Linked DNA regions of Mus musculus: all the other regions are linked to region 3. A link is a contact called in public Hi-C and HiChIP or PLAC-seq data. All regions are on one chromosome and are shown on one strand. The core of a region is the stretch at or near the end of the contact, and the rest is flanking DNA. Distances in the headings are between cores, read along the strand shown. Region 1 has its middle 26 kb from the start of Tlx1. Region 2 holds the start of Ldb1 (LIM domain binding 1). Region 3 holds the start of Dpcd (deleted in primary ciliary dyskinesia).

Region 1 (2,700 bases), core at 197-2,696, 380 kb before region 3:
GGTACAGCATCGTAGGAGGGAGAATGTGATTTATATGAGGCCAGGACCTATCTAGAAGCTTAGAGAAAGCCAGTTCTTCCACGCCTCTCACCATCTCCCCCAAGGCCGCGCCGCTCCAGGAGGGTACCCTGTACTTTTGGTCTCTGTGTCCTCAGAATCTTCGTGAGTGAATGATCAAACACGTGTGCAAACAAGCGGAACACATGAGGACAAAGACGTACGAAGGTTGGATCCACATGCATGTGTGTGGAACAGTGCATGCAGAACTATTCATTTGGAATATTGCTAATGATTTCTAAGATGGGAGGCAGATTCCATCATTAGAAGAGCGGGAAACAAGTTACATTAGCTCTGTCGGGGCACTAGCGGGCAGCCATAATGAAAGGACTACTGGTTCTACACGCACTGCTGTGGAACTACTCAGGAGTTGCTGTCTGGTTTAGGATATGGTGCGGGACAGGGCAGGTGCTCTATGGAGAGGAGACACGTACATCCTCACGTGGATAGAAAATCTGTAAAGAAATACCCAGAAATAACAGCACTGGTCCTCCAGAGAGCAGGGGATGCTGTGTAGGGCTTTTTTTTTTTTTTTTTTTTTTTTTTTTTTGATAAAGGTGAGGGGGCCTAACCTACCATTGGTGGTGCCACCCCTGGGCATTTTGTCCTGGATTGTTTGAAAAAACTAAGTTGAGTGATTGATGGGAGGCCAGTCGGTAAGCAGACTTCTTCCTCTGTGGTCTCTGCTTCTGCTCCTGTCTCCAAGTCCCTTCCCTGAGTCCCTTCCCTGAGTCCCTTCCCTGAGTCCCTTCCCTGAGTCCCTGGCCTGAGTCCTCCCCCTCCCCCCAGACAGCTGTGAGATGTATGGTGAAATTAACCCCTTTCCTTCCCAAGTTACTTCTGGTCATGCTGTTAATCACACAACAGAAAGCAAACTATGACAGGTGACAAAGGCATAGAAGGCTCACTCGATACTCTTTTATACAAGGTCTGAGTTGTGTGAGAATACAACGAGGCTTGGGGAGACAGAAGTTATTAAGACTCCTTGTGTCTCAATTCCTTCACCTGCAAAACCAGGCAGTTAAGAATCTTCCCAGTGCCTTGGAAGTGTAAAAAAGGGGTGGAAGGCCTGGGGTTTTTCTGGGGCCGCCATCATCACTATCCCTTGGTGCAGATGACTAATGAGAGAACTTCCGACAGGGAGAGGCCAGGGTTACTTATGAAAACCCTATGAAAGGCAAAGTCCTGAGAGATAGAGACCAGCTGTGTGTTCCCTGACCCTGCTAAGTTTAGCATCATGGTCAATGGCCTCATGGGGTTCCCCGCTGAGTCATGTTATCCGCTGCCAGTCTGTGGCCACACCCAGAACCAACACTCTGTGGTTATATAACTTCCTAATGAGGAATTGTTGGTGTGAAGGAATACTGCAGAGTCATGTGGTGCTTTCCGGAGGGAAGCCTCCGTCACTTCCGGGTTTGTGGTCTTCAGAGACGTTCTCCCTAGGACAGTGACAATGTGGCTGCCTGGTCATTGGAGCTCTGAGGTCACTAAGGCTTCGATGAGGGTGTGTCCGGAACCCACCCTCCTCATCTTGTATCCATTTAAGTTTTCTTTATCCTGCCCCTCTCTCTTCCAGGGATGTTTATAAAGAAAGCAAGGTGCCTGAGAAAGTTATGATCCGTTGGTACAGACGATCGCATGGGATGGCCAGAGTCAAGAGAAGCGGTGTTACTGCACAAACATGGCTTCTGCCAGGTCTTGAGATTAGGGGCACCTGAGGGTCGGAGGAGGATGAAAGCATTGGTGGGGCCTTGTCTTCATCAGGCGATGGCAGAACGGCTGGTGAGAACGGTCAGGTATGGTGGCATACACCTTTAACCCTAGCACTCGGAAGGCAGAGGCGAGCAGATCTCTGTGAGTTCGAGGCCAGCCTAGTCTACAAAAAAAACGAGTCCAGGAGAGAAACCCAGTCTCGAAAAAACAAAACAAACAAAAAGAGCTTCCTAAGATTATGAGGACGCTCATGCTCAAGGCTGCCATCACTTTAACGAGCCACAAGAGGGCGCCCGTGCCCTGTCATCGGCGATTCCTGGGCTCTTCCCCACAGCTGCCAAACGCTTCTCCACTAGGGACTGATTATTTACACTCAAGGAAATCAGAGGGTGATGTAGAATCCGGGCAATTCCTGCTAAATTCAGTGTGTGTGCCAGAACAGACCGTACCTAACAGCCTGGCTATGGTGTTCTCTCTTACAGTCCGGATTTTTTTTTCTCTAAACTTACCACCTCAGAACAGCTCCAATTCCCCCGCACCGCTTATCTCTTTTATCTCTTCACTGTCCTCCACCCCCACCCCTCCCCGCGCGCACACTGGACCAAACATCCACAAGGCCTGTCTCCTAGAAAAACATCCTCTGCCAAGAGGGCTTCGCATCCATGAAGCTGGTGCCCAGCCGCGCCCCCAGCCACTCCCACACAGAAGGAAGGAGGAGTCTCCCACAAAGGTTTTTCTTGGGTTAGAGATGTGTGATGTATGGTCTCTGTCCACGCGGCTTTGGAGAGGATCTTAGGCAGACACGGTTTAGAACGAAGCCTGCTGGGGCTGGAGAGATGGCTCAGCCGGTTAAGATCACCGACTGCTCTTCCAGAGGTCTCAGGTTTGATTCCCAGCTCCCACTTGGCAGTTCACAACTGTCTGTAAGTC
Region 2 (2,700 bases), core at 63-2,562, 480 kb after region 3:
AACTGTTCCCTCCTAGCACTTGTGGCCTTATACCCCGACCGTACAAGAAAAATCTCAAGGCACTCTCAGACACAGGTGTTCCCTGGCAAGCTCTGATACCTGTTAGAGAGGGTTGTGATTTGAATTTGAGTCCTCAAGTTTTCACTGGGGGGGGGGTGTCAAGCATTGCTCCCCCAACTCGAATCTGCAAACCACTCTTAACTTCACGGCCTACCTGGAACTGCTACACTCCCCCTCCCACGAAGACTGAGATAGCAGACCCAAGGGCCCAATTATCTGACACCCCCTAGGAGTGCTTTTTGTCCCTCAGGAGGGCCAACCTACCCTGGCAACAGACAGGAAAAGTTAAAGGGGGGTAAGATGGGCTCCAATCAACTCCTCCCCCAAACAGCATCCTAAGAAACAGCCCGAGGGGGGGAATGTCACAAAATATGTAAGAGGCAATAAACAGCAGGGAAGGGGGGGAAACCCAAATCAGCCAATCAGAACTCTACGATGACCTGAGGGGGGGGTCAAAAGTCCAAAGTCACTTCTGATTGGCTAACACCCTGGAATTCTGGGAATTTCAGTCCCCCCCCATCCCTCCCCAGTTAGCCTCCCCCCCCTCAAAAAAAAATTACAAGCCATCCTTAGCACCCCCTTCCCGTGCCGCTGGGCTGCTGCGTATTTATACAGATGAGAAAACCCGGCCCCGATCGAGGCCCCTCTAACTCTATACAGCCCCCGACCCCCACCATGCCTTCGATGCCCCCCACATACAAATCCTCTCCAAACCAGGGGTTAGGGGGCCGAAAGGGAGGGAGGGGCCAGGCGGCCTCGAGACCCACTCACCAGGACAGGCACAGCCCACTGACATCTTCACATCGCCCGCCGCTGGGGGCCCAGCCGAGTCACGATGCCCGCCCCTCGCAGGGACAGGCCGGGCATGAGCCGCTGCCGCCGCCCGCGGCCCCCGATGCCCGCGCCGCCGGCCCGGCCCGGCCTCTGCCCGGTGCGGGCCGCCCCTGCCTGCAGCGAGGGGCCTGTCAGGCGCGGAGCAGACAGGAAGGAAGCCAGGCAGGAAGGCGAGCTGCCTCTGCGTGTGTACGCGCGGGTGTGCGTCCCCGGAGTGTGTGTCCGTGTGTGCGCGTGTGCGTGTGCGTGTCTGTGCGCTCCCGCCGCCCTCCCCGCCGCCGCCCTCGCGCTCGCTCCCGTTCGTTCGCGCGTCCTCTCCCTCTCGCAAGCGCCGGCTCTCCGGCCAGAGTCGGGCTGGGCCGGGCTTTATTAATATGCTAATTGTCCTGGTAGTGGGAGGGGAGAGCCGTGTCAAAGTGACCCGGGCGAGCGCGGCGCGAGCGGCGACGTGCGTGCGCCGCGCGGCGAGGGGCAGGGAGCGCTCCCGGGAACGGCATGCGTGTGACGCAGCTCTTAAAAAACGAGACGGAGGCAGAGACCCCGGCGAGGGCGGGCGCCGGGGAGCGGGAGGAGGCGAAGCCTCACGCTCGGCGTCCGTCCTCCGGGTGCGCGGGGTTGGGAGCGTGGCTGAGCGGGAGCGGGGATTGGGGGAGGCGGAGCCTGGGTGGGTAGTGAGGTGTACCCTCTCTCCACCCCCGGGAGGGATGGGGCGCTGACCCCTGCCTGTGCTCTTTGCGGAGACCCTGTGTGGCGCGCTCCACCCGAAGCTGGGTGGGAAAAGGAGCACTCTCCTAATTCTCAGAGCAACCCCTAGACTCATCCCCTTTCTAAATTAACCAGACCATGCCTGCTAAACCAGTTGGGACTAGAGCTAAAAGGGTTAATTAAGAAGGGACCCCACCCTCCCCCGCCTAAGGGCCTGAGGTCCGCATTTTGCAAGGGGACACAAGGGCTGTGGTATGACCATTAGGCTGGGAAGGGGGGGAGCACTACCAAAGCCATCCTTTCCTCTTGCAGGCTCTGACGCACCAGTTAAGACACTTCCCTTCCCCCACTTTCTTCTTCCAGCCCTGGAGCCTTCTACCCACCCACCCCCATCCTCCGCCCCCTGGAAGCAGCTCCCTGTTTTGGAGGTGGAGAACAGGAAACCTACTCCTTCAGTGCCCCCTACCCATAGGGGCAGAGGCCGCGGGGAGGGTTGGGGGTGGGGCATCCTGGACAGTCAGTCTATCTTCCAAAGGGAGAACCCTCCCAACCTTCAGGCAGTCCTCAAGGACTCCTCAACCCAACCCATGGAAGGGAAGAACTCTTCCATCCCTTCTCCAAAGCCCAGCCCTAGCTGCCTCATAAACAGGAAATACCTATTAGCAGGGAGGAGGGGAGCTGCTAGAAGGAGTTCGGGGGGGGGGTGTCCCCCAAGCCTTAGCTTCTCTTAAGCTTCGTGGTGTATTCCCTGGGTAGATTCTGGGGGCTGGTATTCCCTGTCTAAGGTATCTGAACTAGACTGGTTACACTGGCTTCCCTCTTCCCTTTGTTGCTAAAATGGGGATTGTTTGAAAAAGGTGTTTGATTTCCCTACCCCGATTTAGGAGTTTGCACAGCTGGCTTGACTGTCCAGGGGAGAGTTACAAAGGTGGAGGTTAAGGTGCCATGAGACCACATATCCCAACCTTAGGGGTTTTTTTTGTTTTTTTTTGTTTTTGTTTTTTGGCTAAGGAGCAAGAGACCATGGTAGTAGAGTCTGATGATTGAAAGGAGGGCGTGCCTAGGAATGAGAATACCCCTCCCCCAGTGTTTAGAATATGG
Region 3 (2,700 bases), core at 120-2,619:
TTTGGGGGGGGGTGGTTAGTTTCAAGACAGGGTTTCTCTGTGTAGCCCTGGCTGTTCTGGAACTCACTCTGTAGACCAGGCTGGCCTCGAACTCAGAAATCTGCCTGCCTCTGCTTCCCAAGTGCTGGGATTAAAGGCTAAAGGCTTGCTTGCTAGCGATACCCCCCAGGGGTTTTTTGTTTTTGTTTTTGCTTTTGTTTTGTTTTGTTTTTTTCAGCAAACTTCCTTTTTTGTTGTTTTGTTTTGCTTTTCGAGTTTGAGGCCAACCTGATCTTGGCCACAGGTTAGGTCACTTCTGTTAATCTGACTCTAGCTGAAAACAAGAAGGCTGAACGTTCCAGTGTGTGAGGGTGGACCGGCTCACCTCTAGCTTCTCCCACCTCCCTTTTGGGAATCTTTGCAAGTGCTTTTGAAGATAGATCTGCATGACTTTTCTTCCGCTTGGGAAAGGCCTTCACGATGCCCTGAGGGTCCATTGAAGGGCGCTGGATCCTGGCCTTTCTGTTAAAGGATTGAGAGCCAGCCCTTAATAATTTGGCATAGAGGTGGGGTTTAGGGGTAACAGGTCCCTTTCTCAGAGGTCTCGGAAACCCCAGTTAAACTTAAGTGATTTAATCCGAGTGCCACACACACATACCAGCCTTTCAACCCTAGTCGTACTGAGGGAAGCCAGGGAAAGGTTGGGATTCTTGTGGGTGTAGGGGAGGTGTGGATCGAAAGGAAACAACATGGGGTGGGGGTGGGGGGAGGAATATAGCGCAGAGTCAGCCTCTGCGTCCCCTTCCAAGAGACTTTTCCAAAATGATGACGGGTTTGGGAACCGGACTACATCTTTAGGAGAGTCTTCATCTCCCCAACGAATTGGAGTCTAAGGGACATGTCACATAAACCTCGCATCATCTTTCTCTAGCCTCAATGTGCATTCGCAGAAGAAAACCTGGGGAGTGAGGCTTCAGGGAAAGTTGTGGGCACGCTGCGCACCTGTCCCTGTCGCAGCAGCCCCATCGCGCGGGTCTGAGCCCCGCAGCTGCAGGGAGGTGGAGTGCAGCCGCAGCAGATGTAGGGAGCCCTCACAGCTGGAGGTGGGCAAGACCGAAGCAGACGTGCCACATCCACTGTGAGCAGCTGGTGTGAACCAGGGACTCCCAGCTGGGGCCAGAAGAGAGTTGGTGCTGGATCCCTAAAAGTTCTGGGAGCATCCCCACCCCACCCGGCCCCAGGACCGGTCCAAAGTAGGTTAGAATCTCCCGGCAAAGAGAAATAAACTCACCATGGGAGCCAATGAAAACGGATTGGGGGAGGAAGGGGTAGAGGGGAAAAAAAAAAAAAAAAATCAGTTCCCAGAATACTTCCCGGGTCATCCGGAAGTGATCATCGGTCGGGTAGTTGCCATGGCAGTGGCCCGGCGCGTTCCTGGGCGGAGGGAAGATGGCGGTGACTAGCTGGTTGGAGGTTTTGCGGTCGGCCGAGAAGACGGCACTGCTGCAGGATGGTAACTCGAGACCCCTCGTCCTTCCCCCCAGGGCGGGCTCTATGCGCCCGCTCCCCCAGGGAGGGCCTCAGCCTGGGTGGGCAGAGCTGGACCTGTCGCAGCAGCCTACAGCCATGCCAGCTTCCTGCTTTTGCAGAGGAAACCGGCCCAGGGAGATGACCCGAGTGGAACCCAAGTCTTTGGTCACCCACCTCAAGAGTTCCTTATATCATCTCTCCCCGCTCAGAGTTTTGTTGGTATTTCCCAATAATTCATTTTACATTCATCATCGTCCCTCAGGGCTGTACCAAGAGGCTAATTCTGCACCCCATTTGACTGACGAGGAAACTGAAACCCAGGAAGGTTTTAGACCAAACCCAGGTTTTGCAGATAATCAGGTATAATTCGTCATCTGGGATCCATGCAGCTCAATTTGGGGGTCCTATTGATGACAGCAGCCCCAATGGCATAGAAAGGAGACACCAGGGTTTTAGATCAACTCTAACATCGATTCACCTCTTCAGTTGTTAGGACCCCATTTTCTTCAATTATAAAATGAAGTGGGTGGGCTACCAGTGTTGTTTCTAAGGTCCTTGTTTTCTTTTTCTTTTCTTTCTTTTTTTTATTTTAAAGATTTATTTATTTTTTTATTATATGTAAGTACACTGTAGCTGTCTTCAGACACACCAGAAGAGGGAGTCAGATCTCGTTACGGATGGTTGTGAGCCACCATGTGGTTGCCGGGATTTGAACTCAGGACCTTCAGAAGAGCAGTCGGGTGCTCTTACCTGTTGAGCCATCTCACCAGCCCAGGTCCTTGTTTTCTAACTATGTTTTGTTTATGATGTGGATTTTAAATTGCCCCCTGATCTTTAGGGGAGATAGAGCAAGGGCTAAGGTCTAAATGACTAAGAACAGGAGCTTGAGATGTCAGCTTTTCCTCATCCTGCAAGTGGCCAGTTTAAGTGCCCTGTGCCCCTGAGGTCTTTCACAGACCCACCCACCTGGCAGCCAGGGTGCCTTAGGTCTGAATTCCTGAGGCTTTAAAGCTAACAGCTAGCTTTAAAACATCCACAGGCAGGTGCCTGAAGTTTACAGAAATTAAAATCAGGTTTCATTTGCTCCTACCCTACAGCATTTAGGGAACCCATTGCCATGTGCCAAATTCTGTGCTAGAGCAGATAGAAAAAACAGACAATAGCAAAGTTAAAACAAACAAGAAGACGACA

The links. A called contact is a pair of places that touch in the nucleus more often than the background predicts. HiChIP or PLAC-seq counts read pairs in DNA pulled down with a chosen protein or histone mark.
Region 1: an H3K4me3 HiChIP or PLAC-seq map of bone marrow-derived macrophages shows a contact between it and region 3, with 6 times the contacts expected there. The contact joins the enhancer-like site here to the promoter of Dpcd in region 3. A contact is called at or near these places in 6 of 39 promoter capture datasets (cranial neural crest, embryonic stem cells, hippocampal neurons and 1 more), 1 of 15 datasets of contacts at CTCF or cohesin (the NIH/3T3 cell line), 8 of 484 Hi-C or Micro-C datasets (cortical neurons, embryonic stem cells, frontal cortex and 2 more), 16 of 115 datasets of contacts at active chromatin or transcription factors (bone marrow-derived macrophages, embryonic basal ganglia, embryonic forebrain and 11 more) and 4 of 9 other capture datasets (adipose tissue, embryonic stem cells, liver and 1 more).
Region 2: a contact with region 3 is called in a Hi-C map of B cells, with 9 read pairs. The contact joins the promoter of Ldb1 here to the promoter of Dpcd in region 3. A contact is called at or near these places in 3 of 39 promoter capture datasets (embryonic stem cells, neural stem cells and pre-B cells), 1 of 484 Hi-C or Micro-C datasets (B cells), 4 of 115 datasets of contacts at active chromatin or transcription factors (astrocytes, embryonic stem cells, extraembryonic endoderm stem cells and 1 more) and 3 of 9 other capture datasets (adipose tissue, embryonic stem cells and pancreatic islet).

What each region holds. Positions count from the first base shown.
Region 1 is chr19:45,175,070-45,177,769 of GRCm38.p6, forward strand. No RefSeq gene overlaps it. Among named protein-coding and RNA genes, the nearest start is that of Tlx1, 26 kb to the left of the region's middle. Within about 2 kb of position 1,447, at least 92 of the 459 cell types and tissues checked have an H3K27ac peak or open chromatin away from gene starts, as enhancers often do. A contact at or near this core is called in adipose tissue, bone marrow-derived macrophages and pancreatic cancer cells, where this site is marked.
Region 2 is chr19:46,043,999-46,046,698 of GRCm38.p6, forward strand. Ldb1 (LIM domain binding 1) reads right to left here and starts at 1,313. Exons shown (of 11, transcript NM_001113408.2): 1 at 832-1,313. The coding sequence starts at 856.
Region 3 is chr19:45,559,216-45,561,915 of GRCm38.p6, forward strand. It overlaps Dpcd (deleted in primary ciliary dyskinesia), which reads left to right and starts at 1,370. Exons shown (of 6, transcript NM_172639.3): 1 at 1,370-1,492. The coding sequence starts at 1,429. It overlaps Poll (polymerase (DNA directed), lambda), which reads right to left and starts at 1,349. Exons shown (of 9, transcript NM_020032.3): 1 at 1,271-1,349; 2 at 365-501. The coding sequence starts at 476.